Regions from separate parts of the Mus musculus genome. Here all the other regions are linked to region 1. A link is a contact called in public HiChIP or PLAC-seq and promoter capture Hi-C data. All regions are on one chromosome and are shown on one strand. Each heading gives the region's core, a stretch centred on a gene start, on an enhancer-like site or on the middle of the called end of the contact. The rest is flanking DNA. Distances are from core to core; before and after follow the strand shown.

Region 1 (3,152 bases), core at 503-3,002:
TACAGATGACAGAGTGTAAATCTTCCAATGGCTCCATCACTTCCGTGTGAATGAAACTCGCATGTCTCAGCTGCTTCCGTTATATGGTTAGTTGGTTCGGATTTGGCTTGGCTTGGCTTGGTTTCATTTAGGTTTGGGGTTTTTAAGAGGTCAACCTTTCCGTGTAACCTCCATGTATCTCAGACCCCAAGGATCCTCCTCCTCTTCTTCCTGAGTTCTAGGCCTACAAGCAGGTGCCACACAGCTTTATTTATTTATTTTATGTTGGAAGTGCTAGGGGCACCTGTATGCTAGGCAAACTTTTTAAAAGTGTCCTATCAAGCTTAGCTTCCACACCCCTTCATACCCTGGAGACCCCCTCAAGATCCCCACACTTGCTGGTGTCACTTTTGAGCTTTTGAGACCCACTCAATAAGTGATAATGAACGAAAGTGAAATGATAGGGTGAATGAACTCCCATTAGTTACCACCAGCAGCAATAACAGCAACACCCCGCCCCCTCTAATAGTACAGACCTCTGCTAATGGTCATACCCCGAGTCCAGAAGTAAATTGAAGAGGGGACATGGTATCCATGAGTAGCGGGGACTCCATGCCACCATGGGCAACTTCCTGAAGCAACACACACACACATTACCCTGTGAGCTTCATGCTAGTTCTTGAATGTGAACAGCAAACATCTCCCTAGCAAAACTGAAGCTGGCACGGTGATCGATCGTGAGATGTGTCCGTGATGTGGTAGAAAATGTGAATACGTCACCTCTCCATAGGCAACATGGACCTGTACCAGCAGGGTAGTGTAGGAAAAAGAAAATGACAAAAAGTGAAATGGGATTCGGAAGTCCATGTGGAGGCGTCACTTAAACTTCTGTCACTAGTCTCCCGACACCTCCACCTGTACAATGGAATCATAGCCTAATACTATCTACCTAATTTCTCCAAATTCCATCCTCAGGTGAAGCCCTCACCACAGACAGTAGTCTGCGCACAGTAAGGGCTTAAGAGATAATAAAAGATAACACTGTATTGGCCATTTTGCTGTGAGGGTCAAGAAATGAAACGCAGCATGAACCTATGTCAAACACATCAAGTAATGTAAAGTCCCTAGTTCTAGGCTGTGTGGTAGCCCTGGTGCCCTGGCAGTGCCTGAAGACGCCAAGGTGACGCGATAAGCTCCTTCTTTGATCCCGGAAGTTTCCACCAGAATGCCCTAGGGTCCTAGACCGCCCTGGGGAGGGGCGAGAGGTTCAGGGGAAGACTGCTGGAGAGAAACTGGAACCTACCTGCTTTCACTGCATTCTTTCCGCTCCCTCACCCTCAGCCACTTGCGGAGCAGGAAGCGTTTTCGGCGCGGGGACGCACTGGGTGTGGAGCAGTTGGACCACGGGGTGTCCTCGTCGCTGGAGGGCGTAATCTCAATGGACGGCAGTTGCAGGAACTCCTTGCCGGGGGCCAGGACGCCGGGTAGGTCCGGGGCTACCAACCCCGCCTCCAGGCTCTGCTCCTGCACGTTCTTCATCCGGCGCATCTTAAAGCGCCGGCGGCGAAGCGTGGGGGTGGACGAGCTGGACCACACCGCGCTGCCCTCGGGTGCGCCCTGAGGTTCTGGCACCTGCAGGGCGGGCAGCTGCAGGTTCTCCATCATGTTGGCCGCCGGCATCGGGGTCCCTGGCCGCTGCTCCGTGCCCTCCGCCTGCAGCCTGGCTCGAGGCTTCCTCTCTCGGCTCCCTACCCTGGGGCCCGTGGCACTATCCCCTCTCACGTTCAGCGGGAGGCTCGAGCCTGCCAGTAGATCAAGTTCCTTTTCCTGGAGCGCCGCGAGGAGGGGACTGAAGGGGACGCCGCCTCCTGCGGTCTAGAACTTTAAGAAGCGCGCTTCCTCGCTCAGTCCGACGAGGGAAGAGGCGACCCGGGACGCAGTGACAGTCGCCTGCCAAGCTTTGCCACCCGGCTGCCCTCCTGGGGCTCCCCTTCGCGTGCCCGTGTGTTTGTCTTCCGCTGCGCCCGCTTGCTCGCTTGCTCTCTCTGCCGGTGTCTTTGCCTTAGCGGGACTCGGCGGCCCCGGACCCCAGGGAACTGCGCAGCAAACTCTCAGTGGTTTGCGTTCAGCCGACTGCGTTGGGGAGCCGGCTTGGCGCTGCAGGAGAGTGGAGGACTGGAAGAAGAGGCGGTGGTAGGAGGGAGAGGAAAGAGAGAGAGAGAGAGAGAGAGAGCAAGGGAGACACTAGATAAAAACAAAAAAAGGTGGAGTAGGTGGAGGGGGGTGGGGGCTGAGGAGGGAGTGGGTTGCTAGCCTGAAAGGACACGCACAGGCAGCGACAGCCAGCGACAGCCTTGTAACTGTACACGGAATCCCTTGGGGAGGGACTATACCTCCGAGTCAAGGCTGCTCCAATCAGCCTAATGAAATAGGAGCACAATCCAAACTTTCTCAAGGCAACGATTGGCTAAGCAGCTCTGGTTAGCAAACTCCCTGTTTTTTTTTCCCCTGGGGGAGGGGAATCAATGGATTTAGCCCTCCCTCGCAGACCACCCAAGATACAGGGTTGAAGGAAAACTGGGTGACTTTTCAGCCAAATCTCTCTCCTAAGAAATGCGCGTTCTCCGAGTTGTTTGGAGTGCTGACCAGGAAGACAGGGCATACATAATCAGAAGGAAAATGGAAAGTTCCTGGAGGCTGCTTCCAAAATGGCAAGCTGGGAAGAAAAGACAGTTCTGTAGAATAAGCTGAGGACACCAGACACGGACACAAAGACACACGATAGGGTGGAAAGACACAGGACACACAGGACCATTAAGGGAAAGATACTGGATACATGGTGTGTGGCCTGGCCAAAACTATAGCCCGATTATAAGTGAAAGGCAAAGAGGCTGAGAGAAGTTAGCCGGTGCACCACCCTCAGAGACTCCAGGGAGTCAAGTGCATCCTTGGACATTCCTGAGACTGTGTGATGCTGCTTCATCTTGCTGGGGAATGGGTTGGGTCACACCGTTTACTGTGGCCTCAGACCTCTGAACAGAAATATGGACTAGTCCTGCCAAGTATATCAGTGTGCTAGAGGCAGGTGAACCCTGAGAGGTGGGATGTAGAAGTGATCTGCTTTAGGAAGACATTCTGTGTTGGACTGAGCTTGCTGGGGTACAAGTTTAACA
Region 2 (3,097 bases), core at 157-2,656, 300 kb after region 1:
GATAGTTGTGAGCGACCATGTGGTTGTTGGGATTTGAACTCAGAGCCATCTCACCAGCCCGTGTCTTAATTCTTGATCTATACAATGAAATACGGCTTTTCCCTTTGTTTTTGTTCATTCTCTGTGTTTTGCTTTTAGACAGGATAAGTCAGTGTAGCCCAGGCTAACTTTGAAGTCACAGTATTCACAGCTTTTTCCCTGCTTCAGGCTTGCAAATATCCGAATGACTTTACTTTCTAATACCTTACTTTCTTACGTATATCCGATGCATCCATTCTCCTGAGGCTTACTGGAGCATTCTGGGTAAAGCAAAATATGGGGAAACTCCTCCCACTCAAGGTTAGTGAATACTAAATGTCCCCTAACCATTGAAAAATGTTCTCACTCAATGGAAGAAAGGGAGGCTACATCTGTGTCGCCCACTAGAGGGCACTGTACTGTATACTGCACAATGTGAAAGACCAGACTTTCGATCCCTGCCATGGGATGCTCTAACTTTGTAAACTCTGATCTACACAGGCTGGTAAATTACTTGGATGATAACTCCTACACCAAGAGCTGCGGCCTTGCCTAGAGCCTGCTTTGACTATACATTCAGGGGTCATTTCCTTAGTTCATTACTCGGAGCTTGGGAACATGTAGGGAGCCTGTACTCATGGGGTAACCTTTCAGGAAGAGCAAACATGGGTGACTAGGGACAAGTTGTCCGCCTTGGGCATTCAATGAGCTTTGGGAAAGTAGTAAAGTCTTATTTAGGAAGAAGAGAGGTTAGAGGTTGTTCTTTGGTCACGGCCCAGCCCACTATCCCTTATGAGAGGGGCGGGGGATATGAATATGTTTTTTGTTAAAACTCCTTCTTGCCTGGTCTTTTTGAAAAAAAGTCTGGAATGATCAAAGGAGTCCAATGAGACCCAAGGTTTTAGAGCGCAAAATCTTAAGCTAATCTTAAGCAGCAAGTACACGAAGAATTAGTCCCACCTTACCATGGAGGAGCACGGAGGGAGCGGTTTCCAGGGCAGCTGACCCCAGGCCGGGGGATGGGGGTGGGGGAGTGGCTGTTGATAACGCTAAGGCTGAGAGGTTCCCACTAGCACCTTGTTAAGTGTCTGAGTTGCCCGTGAAATCCCCACTAGGGAAAGCCCAAGGCTTCCAGGAAGGCGTTTTGCATATACACAAGAAGCCTCTTTCCAAACCCCGCTTCCTATCGATAAATACTGCAGCAAAAATTTCAAAAATTCTTCCCTTCCCTGAACCCCTGCGACTCACTAGCTTGGCCAGGCTGTGATCTCCTCCTAAGTTATACCGACTGTAAGGGTTTCTTCGCCCTAAGGTTGATCCCTGTTGCCCAGGAAATCCTATGCTAGCAGCCAGAGGGTGGCTGGACCTGCCCATTCCCTCTCACCCACCAGATGGCAGGCACATGCTAAGCAGTTCCCACAAACACTACCGAGGGCCCTGCCAGCTCAAACTGTAGATTCAACATATGGTAAAAATTATTTCTTAAGATGACCAAAAAAAAAAAAAATCCCAGAAATCTGGTAGCATCTTGGAGTTGGGGGGAGGGGGGAGGATGGTGGGGAGGAGGTGGGGGGGGGTCGGGAGGAGGGAGGACGGGGACTTAAGGTTCAAGAAAATAGGCAGATCCGTAGGCTCTGGTTGACACTCCCTGCCTCGCTGAAGTCGTTTGTATTCACGAAGGCACCCTCCTGGCGCTGCTGTATTTAATTCTGGATGTGTTATAAATAGAAGCTAGAGAGCGCAGTGTACACCGCCCACCACCTTGTTCCGGCCCTCTGGGGACATCGTCCAAATCTGGGCCTTTGTTTCCCTCTAGTGGCCTCCCTCAGCAAGTCTCACAGCAGAGCCTTTGCATTTGTTTATTCTGCATATAGCAAGGGCCTCCTGGATGCACGAGGGTGGTGTACAGTTCTTGAGCTTTGCACGAAGCTAAGACAACTCTGCGGGTTTCAGCGGCGAATGAAAGCTAGCGCATCCTCGGCCAAGCCCAACACAGTACAGTGCAGTCAGTTTCTCCGCTTTCCTGAGGGCTGCCATGTGGGCTGAAGGAGAACCGGCAATGTTATAGAGCATTTCCACTCTAAATGATTTAACCGGACCTCATCTCACGATGTTCCTCCCCTGTGCCAAGGTTCACTCAACAGTAAAATAGGTCTAAATGCTGACTGGCTATCTGCTATGTATTCAGACTCACAAAAGCAAAAACCAAAAGCAAAACTATGTTAGTTTACAGGAAATCTTCTCACATAGGCAGTAAAAGTATGATTTTGAAAGTATGATTTTGGGCTGGAGAGATGACTCAGCAGTTAAGAGCACTGACTGCTCTTCTGGAGGTCCTGAGTTCAATTCCCAGCAACCACATGGTGACTCACAACCATCTGTAATGGGATTGGATGCCTTCTTCTGGTGTGTCTGAAGACAGCTACAGTGTACTTAGATATAATAAATCTTTTTTTAAAAGTTATTTCTATATTGGTTGCACCACATAAGCTCGGCACATACACATTTGTTCAAATATAAGTGTAACACGTGTGTTGCATTTCACAGCCTTGCACTTTGCACCACATTTGTTCTAAAAGAACTTGACATCTGGGGTACACGTGATAAGAGAGGCAAGAATCCTGGTTTGGAAGAACAGCCAGTGCTCTTAACTGCTGAACCAACTCTCTGACCCCATCTTTTTTTTTTTTTTTTAAGATTTATTTATTATTATATATAAGTACACTGTAGCTGTCTTCAGATGCACCAGAAGAGGGCATCAGGTCTCATTATGGGTGGTTGTGAGCCACCATGTGGTTGCTGGGATTTGAACTCAGGACCGTCAGAAGAGCAGTCAGTGCTCTTACCCACTGAGTCATCTCACCAGCCCCTGACCCCATCTTTTTAATTTTTTTTTTTTTTTTACCCCGGGTGGCCCCAAACTTTTGATTCTCCTACCTTAGACTCCAAGTGATGGGATTAGGGGCACATGGACGTTAGAGTTGACCTTTGTTTTCTCTATTTTAAAGACAGGGTCTGACTGTCATGCTCAAGTTCAAGTGACCATCTAGGCTCAGCCTCCCAAGTAGCTGGGCTTATA
Region 3 (3,171 bases), core at 509-3,008, 260 kb before region 1:
AAGGCAGGAGAGAGCAAAATACCCTCTTTTAAGGCAAGGCATTGTTTCATCCTGATATACCAAGAACCTGATCCTGGAACCTGCTGATGCCGGGTTTGCAGCGACACCCCACCTTCACCTACCTGTTCTGGGGCTGGATGTCGCCACCAGTTTCTCAGCTCTCCATTCTGCAGTCCACACAGATCCTGCACCATCATCTCAGCCTCCATAATTGGAGGAGCAAATTCTCATACTAAACCTTCATTACTTAGTACCCTTCTCGGGGTACTTAGCCCCATTAACGATAGAATTTTAAAATGCACTAAGAAGAAACCTCAAAGACAATTTTATTAGACAAAACAAAAAACAAAAAACAAAAAACAAAAAAAAAACAGAGCAGGCAAACTAAATTTCAGTTTCAGCCCCTGCCTAGAAAAAGAAAATGGACAAGAGGAAGAAAACAAACCTGTCATTGTAAGCAGTCACATAGTGCAGCAGAGGGAGGGATACTTCAGAAAATAATAGAAAGGCTCCAAGTAACAGAAAAAGCATACTTTGGCTCTGTCCAGTGTCCTCAGATAAAGATTTAAAAAAAAAAAAAAAAAAAAAAAAAAAAAAAAAAAAACGAAGGGGAGGAGGAGGGGGAAGAGGAACAGGAAGAGGAAGAGGAGGAGGAGGGGAAAAGTATACCTTAGTCAGGACTCAGAAGGGCAGACAGACCTGCCCATTCTGGCACTGACTGCCTGAACTGAACAGAATCAGGTTTCTGAAAAAGTACATTATCTATCTCATTAAAGGGATACCGTCACCAACTCCCATGTCTTTTACCACGGTATTAAGTGAACTTGCATTCTGGTGGGGTGGTCAGGTGATTGGCTGGGCACAACTGGATTAAATCTCACGATTGCTCGGTCTTCAGCCAGGCTAGAGGTAGACTCCATCCACTCCTTTGACCGAAGAACAGTCTTCCAGTTGGGGCTTCAACAAAGCTTTGATCAAGGGTGTTGTAACACCCTCTGCAGAACACAGCTGCCTCTCTAGCAAAAGCAATTAACATGTCCAGTTCAAAGTATGCTAAGCAGTCTCGAGCAGTTTGTCCCATGAACGGAAACGGTTTTCAAGAAATGGCTGAAAGGAGAAGACTTGCACATGTCACCATGTGACATTCAGGGCAAGATGGACTATAGAAGTGTTAGGGACAAAGACAAAAATGAACAACTTAGATCAGGGAAGACAGTGGCAAAGAGGCACCAAAATAGCACACAAAGGTTAATAGACAACACCACCATTTCCTTACTGAGCTTCAGTCTACCTTCCAGTTTTTAGTTCTAAGACCAACAGTTTGTGTTTTTTCAAGACGGACAGAGTTGACAGGCAGATGTTCTGGCGGCCCGGCAACAGCTGTGCATGAAGGAGCCAGCATTCAAATCTAAACCTTTCTTTTTTTATTCTTCCATGCTTGAAGGAAAAGAAAACTGCGTGGGAAGGAGGGGATTCTCTTGTGGAGATGTAGATACCAAAACCAACATGAAAGATGAAAACAAAACCCTGTAGGAAGTGGACAATGAATACCACGCCTAGGAAGGTGATGGGTTTGCCGCAAAGGGGACTGGCCATAGAGGGCAGCAGTCCAGGGAATGCTTCCCGGCATGGGTCTCACTGGAGAAGCCCCAGGCTTCGACCAACAGGAACACAACGAGTGGACCAAACCTCCTACAGCCTAGACAGGCTCCAGCACCCCTTGGAGGTGGGGCGAGTGGTCGCTTCCGGTTCCGGGCGCAGAGGACCCACGTGTTCCGACCCGCTGGGCCCCGCGCGACTCGGATCCCGCTCGGCTCTTTCGGCCGGGAGTGGGTGGGGGAGCACCGGGCAGGGGAGGAGCCGCCGGAGCCGCGGGAGACGTGAGTGTCGGGGACCTGGCCGGCGAGCGGGCACCGCAGCGGGCGGGGAGGGAAGGGCAGGAGCATTGGGAGGGGCAGCAGACCCCGCCCCCCCGGCGCCGGGGGACAGCGCCTGCCAGGGAAGGGGTGGCGGCGGGGTCCCCGCGGCCTGGGCGTTGTAACCATGTCACCTCCTCGCGGCCAGAGCCGGGACGTCCGGAGACAAGGGTGGCACTCCAGGCTTCTCTGCCCAGCCACCTCCTTCCGCCCCCTCTGGGGGCCTGCGGACATGCACTGTGCCCCTCGGATTGCGTCCATACCAACCGCTCCGGTGCGCTAGAAGCCAGTGGGGTGTAGCCTAGGCCCCTTGACGCCCACCTTCCCCTCTCTTCAGACTTTTCACTCTGCATCGCACATTGCTCCAGAGCCCTCCCTGCAGGTTTTGCCTTCCCTCCTTCCCAGCGAACCCCGCCCCCTTCACATGCGATCTTATCACCTGTGATCCTTGCCAGTCCTTGGCCGTCTAGCGTGTGGCTCTCACCTGGCTTAGTGACAGGCTCAGAACTTCCCTGTAGAGCTAGAGGCTACTGTCTGCACTGTCTGAACTTCTTTCTTCCTACCCCTGACAACCAGCTCGGGGACCTCTTCTCCAGCTCATCTCACCATCTGCGGGACTTTCCATAGTGGACTGAAAGTTTGCTAGTTTTTTATTCCATGGCCGACCTGGTCCTCTCACACACTTTCCCCTGGGCTGTGGCTGTCTCGTATTCTACACATGGATAGCGCTGTCTTTTCTCTGTGCAGAACTCCCCAAAGGGAGATCTCTAGGTCCAGCTTATCGTCTTGGTCGTGGTTAGGAGTGCCACATCTAGGGTTTTGCTGTCAGGTTATTCTGTCCATAGTCTACAGGTGAAAGGCAGTAGGGAAAGCTTGGGGCAACGAAGTCACAAGGCATCTCTCTGTGCAGCTTTTTCTTTGAAGCAGCCCCATGGACCTTAATCCAGAAAACAGTTTCAATGAAGTGTCAGGATGGCTGTGAGAAGCTTGCTAGGAGAAGCAAGTGACAGTGGGATATTTGGAGGCCATCAAATATCTTGAGTCACTTTCTGCTATTGCTGCCTAACATAAAAGGGTTAGGAGGAAGGCAGTACATTTTTCTTCTAAGACAGCTGCTGACCTTTCCTCCTGTCTCCTATGTACACACCCTTTGCATTCTACCTGTATAATTGCAGGAGACAGTCATTCCAAGGCCACTGCAAGACCTACATCACTATTGAGGGACTCCTGTCGTTTCAGAATATACAGGTGTGGT
Region 4 (3,401 bases), core at 177-2,676, 330 kb after region 1:
TGCCTTCAGACAGAGTGGAGGGGAGGAGGGGCCCAAGCTTATTTGGTGAAAATAAAGGGAAAGGTGAGGCTGCACACACCTGAAACATCTTACCTAGGATGTTGCAAGTCACCACAGTCAAGAAGAAGCGGGAATCTCGTAGATCAATTTTCTATTCATTTCTGCAAATTTATTGGATTAGTGTGATTATTCAGATAGTCAAAACAGAAGCCCACGCCTTATAATATACCTATCTGCAACATGTACTGGGAGAACTGCGTTTAAGAAATTCACATTAAAAAAAAAAAAAAAAGAAGGAAACACATTTTTTTTCTACTTTGACTTGACTTCTTGTGTCATAAGGTTTGAACGTTGGTTGGGGAGGATTTGCAATGTGGGAGACAGAGAAAAGGGACTTTTCTCTTACCTCATCAACAGCCAATCTTCCTATTTCCGTCGAACCCTAAAATAATAACTAAGGAGGGAGTCCAACCAAGATGGGACATGATTCTCTGAAGAGCTTTCCTTTTTGATATTCAGAGGCTTGACAACAGATATCAAGACGATTATCCCGGGGCAGTTGTGGCTCTTTATTCCAATTTGACTGACTCCCCTAAAGACTTCTCTGCTGGATGTTTCTAGGAGAAACAAATACTCACTACATGTCACTTAATGAATGTCCTTAGGGACAGTCCTCTAGAGAAAGTCTCTCAGGGATGTTGAAAGATCCCCTTGCATACCACTTCCTGCTCCTCTTTCTGGGAACAAGAGCAACCAGAATTTCAAGACTGCTTGGAATAGAGAGGGAGAGTAGACCTTTCTCTCAGTAGGTCAAAGGACATTTGATACTGGCCCAAAACTTGGCGATTCTTTCATTCTAGAAGGATGCAAATGTGGGACTTTTGATGATTCTAGGCCTTAAATTTTCAGCAATCATTTCCTAAAGGCACTGAAACCCAAACCCCTCCCATGGCCCTCTCCCCGCTGAGAGGTTGAACGGTATCCTCGCTGTCTTTCTTCTCAGCGGTAGACTCCAAGAGACTTGGAAGGAGTAAACTGCCATTAGGGAGTAGGTGGTGAGCAAAACAAGGGGTGGTGGGCGGTGGGAGTGGGTTCAGCTCAAGGCTGTTAACATTTTTGGCGTTGGCGCTTGGGAAGGAATTAGCAGAAAGGATTCACTACCAGCAAAAGTATCAAACAACTCACACAAGGAGAAGAAAGGTGTCTGAGAAATGTTTAAAAAAAAAAAAAAAAAAAAAGGCAGCCTTTCCAGGACAAGTAACTTGCCTTTTAGAAGGTTTTGAAGATTAGGGCACTTAAGGCACAGCTGCTAAACCTGAATGAGCCCTTCAAAGAACAAAGCAAAGTCAGCTGGTCGTGGTGGGTGGAGCGGAGCATTTCCTATTGTTGACCAGGGCAAAGGCTAGAGAAAAGCGGAAGTGCTGTGGCTGCTGAGATGAAGTGTTCTCTGGAGCAGGACTCGGATGCTTCCAGGAAAAGGTTGAGGCTCACCACTGCCCTGTGTCTCTGGCTTCTTATTCCTACGTTTAATTGGCATAAGAGCATCCTCACAGGATGTACACACATTTCCTTCTAAAGTGCCTGGGAAATGATGCTTGCGTTAAGTTGTTTGGGGTTCGTTTGGGTGGGCTTTGTGCATGCTAAAGTGACCGTCCTAACCTGAGTTTTGTCTTCCTTTTAAAGAGGTAGAAATAAGAGACATTGAGGAAACAACACAGGTGCCTGTCCATTTGAGAGAACCGGCATATTTGAATGCTTCTTATACTAACTCTTATCTCATTGTAAGATTTTTATTTTAAGCCCCTTACTCTGATTACACTTTATCCTTCTTGGAGGATGGTATCCAAGCAACATGTCTCTCCTGCTATATAATTCTGAGCGTTCTCATTCCTGGAGTCCCTGAGCCATGCAAGCTTACCATGAAGGCTGCAGCTGCGCTGTCAGGAGCAATTTTCTCACTGTTCCCTGCCTTTGAGCATCGGATTTCCTGCCTGTGCTTTGCAAGCAGGGATCAGTCCCCTTTGTCTGAAAAGGAAATTCCAATTCTTTAAACGTGTTGTTAGAAACCAATACCACTGAATATCCAAATTACTTTGGAAACTCTTTCCAATGGAAAACTGCATTAAAACACGCCAAACATTATACTGGGAGCTGAGAAATTCTGAGAGATAAGGCACTGAAGTCTTAGTAACGACAGAGCCTCAGCATCAGCCATTCGCGGTTAAATAAGACAGAGAATGAGCTGAAGATGGAGCAAAAGCCATGACTGGCTCCAAACCTTATTCCATTGACTTTGCAAACCAAGCCAGCTGAGTCTTTAATGTGAAACAAATAGAAAAGGAAAAAACAAAAACAAGCAAACAAACAAAAAACTGATGGGCAAAAGCAAAAAAAAAAAAAGTAATAATAAATGTTTGTAAGAAAATGCAGGAGGAGGAATGTGTATGTTTAAAGAATAACCGTTTCAATAAAATATATAAGCCAAACTGACATTTGTAAAATAGTAAGATTAATGTTTTTGTTGTCATCTTGTACACAAAGCATTTCAGAATTGCTGTTCCAAAAGGTATTTATGGTATGTTTCGTTTCTGGTACTATGCTGTTTGTGTGTCAGTCTGCTGTGTTGCCTTGTAAACCGGGTGGTACTTGTCACAAAAGCAGTTATTGATTGTAAGTCCATTTGTAACAGCAATGAGAAAATAAATAAGGGACGGTGGCACCCAAGGAGGAGCTGGGGCTATTTAACCTGCACAGGATATGTATGTATGCCTTGCTGCCAGAAGAACAGAACTCGGACCGTATATGATTAGTGATTGGTTTCAGTCACGAGTTTTATTTAATTCAGTTACCGGGGTCTAGTTAATCCCAAAGATGAGAGGAGAAAGACCACAGGCCCAAATCATCATGGTCAAGTTAATTACAGCAGACAAGTAATTAAAGCAGGCTGCCTCATCAGTATATGAAATCCTTTTTTTCTTCTCAAGGCAGAATGTTAAGCATAAGTGTCACAGAACTGGCTGCCCTGAGGGACTTTGAATAATTGTGAAGCAAGTATTTTGTGCCAAGACTAAGTACCAACAGAGAATCCTACACTGTGGGATCTGAAAAGAGAAGTGACTACTGAGAGTCACAGAATCTGCAAGTAACTTTTCAGAAGTCCACATAGATCTAACAGAAAAAGGTGACAGGCTGGTGGCCCGGGCCTGGAATCTTTGCGCTCAATAGGAAGCAGGAGTTCAAGTTCACCCAGTTTGGGATAGTGAAACCTGTTAACCTGTTTCAGAAAGAGAATAATGGTAGTTATCACTTACTGAAACATCATGTGACAGAGAGGATATCTTTTCTTTGAAGACAGGGTCTCATGTAGCCCAGGCTAGCCAAGTACTTACAGCTAAGGATCC

The links. Promoter capture Hi-C pulls out the DNA fragments that hold promoters and counts their contacts. HiChIP or PLAC-seq counts read pairs in DNA pulled down with a chosen protein or histone mark.
Region 2: an H3K4me3 HiChIP or PLAC-seq map of stem cell-derived neural progenitor cells shows a contact between it and region 1, with 4 times the contacts expected there. The contact joins the enhancer-like site here to the promoter of Gramd1b in region 1. A contact is called at or near these places in 5 of 484 Hi-C or Micro-C datasets (the Ba/F3 cell line, bone marrow-derived macrophages, erythroblasts and 2 more), 15 of 115 datasets of contacts at active chromatin or transcription factors (bone marrow-derived macrophages, craniofacial prominence, effector CD8 T cells and 10 more) and 1 of 9 other capture datasets (macrophages).
Region 3: a contact with region 1 is called in a promoter capture Hi-C map of the HPC-7 cell line, with 2.2 times the contacts expected there. The contact joins the promoter of Zfp202 here to the promoter of Gramd1b in region 1. A contact is called at or near these places in 2 of 39 promoter capture datasets (the C10 cell line and the HPC-7 cell line), 1 of 115 datasets of contacts at active chromatin or transcription factors (memory CD8 T cells) and 2 of 9 other capture datasets (adipose tissue and liver).
Region 4: a contact with region 1 is called in an H3K27ac HiChIP or PLAC-seq map of extraembryonic endoderm stem cells, with 4 times the contacts expected there. The contact joins the enhancer-like site here to the promoter of Gramd1b in region 1. A contact is called at or near these places in 4 of 39 promoter capture datasets (the C10 cell line, the HPC-7 cell line, hippocampal neurons and 1 more) and 4 of 115 datasets of contacts at active chromatin or transcription factors (bone marrow-derived macrophages, embryonic stem cells, extraembryonic endoderm stem cells and 1 more).

Annotation. Positions count from the first base shown.
Region 1 is chr9:40,454,012-40,457,163 of GRCm38.p6, forward strand. Gramd1b (GRAM domain containing 1B) reads right to left here and starts at 1,753. Exons shown (of 20, transcript NM_172768.2): 1 at 1,283-1,753. The coding sequence starts at 1,659.
Region 2 is chr9:40,756,110-40,759,206 of GRCm38.p6, forward strand. The region is part of intron 1 of Clmp (CXADR-like membrane protein); the gene reads left to right. Among named protein-coding and RNA genes, the nearest start is that of Hspa8, 44 kb to the right of the region's middle. Within about 2 kb of position 1,407, at least 182 of the 459 cell types and tissues checked have an H3K27ac peak or open chromatin away from gene starts, as enhancers often do. A contact at or near this core is called in the Ba/F3 cell line, bone marrow-derived macrophages, embryonic forebrain and 6 more, where this site is marked.
Region 3 is chr9:40,190,558-40,193,728 of GRCm38.p6, forward strand. Zfp202 (zinc finger protein 202) reads left to right here and starts at 1,759. Exons shown (of 7, transcript NM_030713.2): 1 at 1,759-1,880.
Region 4 is chr9:40,782,830-40,786,230 of GRCm38.p6, forward strand. It overlaps Clmp (CXADR-like membrane protein), which reads left to right. Exons shown (of 7, transcript NM_133733.5): 7 at 1-2,490. Among named protein-coding and RNA genes, the nearest start is that of Hspa8, 17 kb to the right of the region's middle. Within about 2 kb of position 1,427, at least 171 of the 459 cell types and tissues checked have an H3K27ac peak or open chromatin away from gene starts, as enhancers often do. A contact at or near this core is called in the HPC-7 cell line, bone marrow-derived macrophages, embryonic stem cells and 3 more, where this site is marked.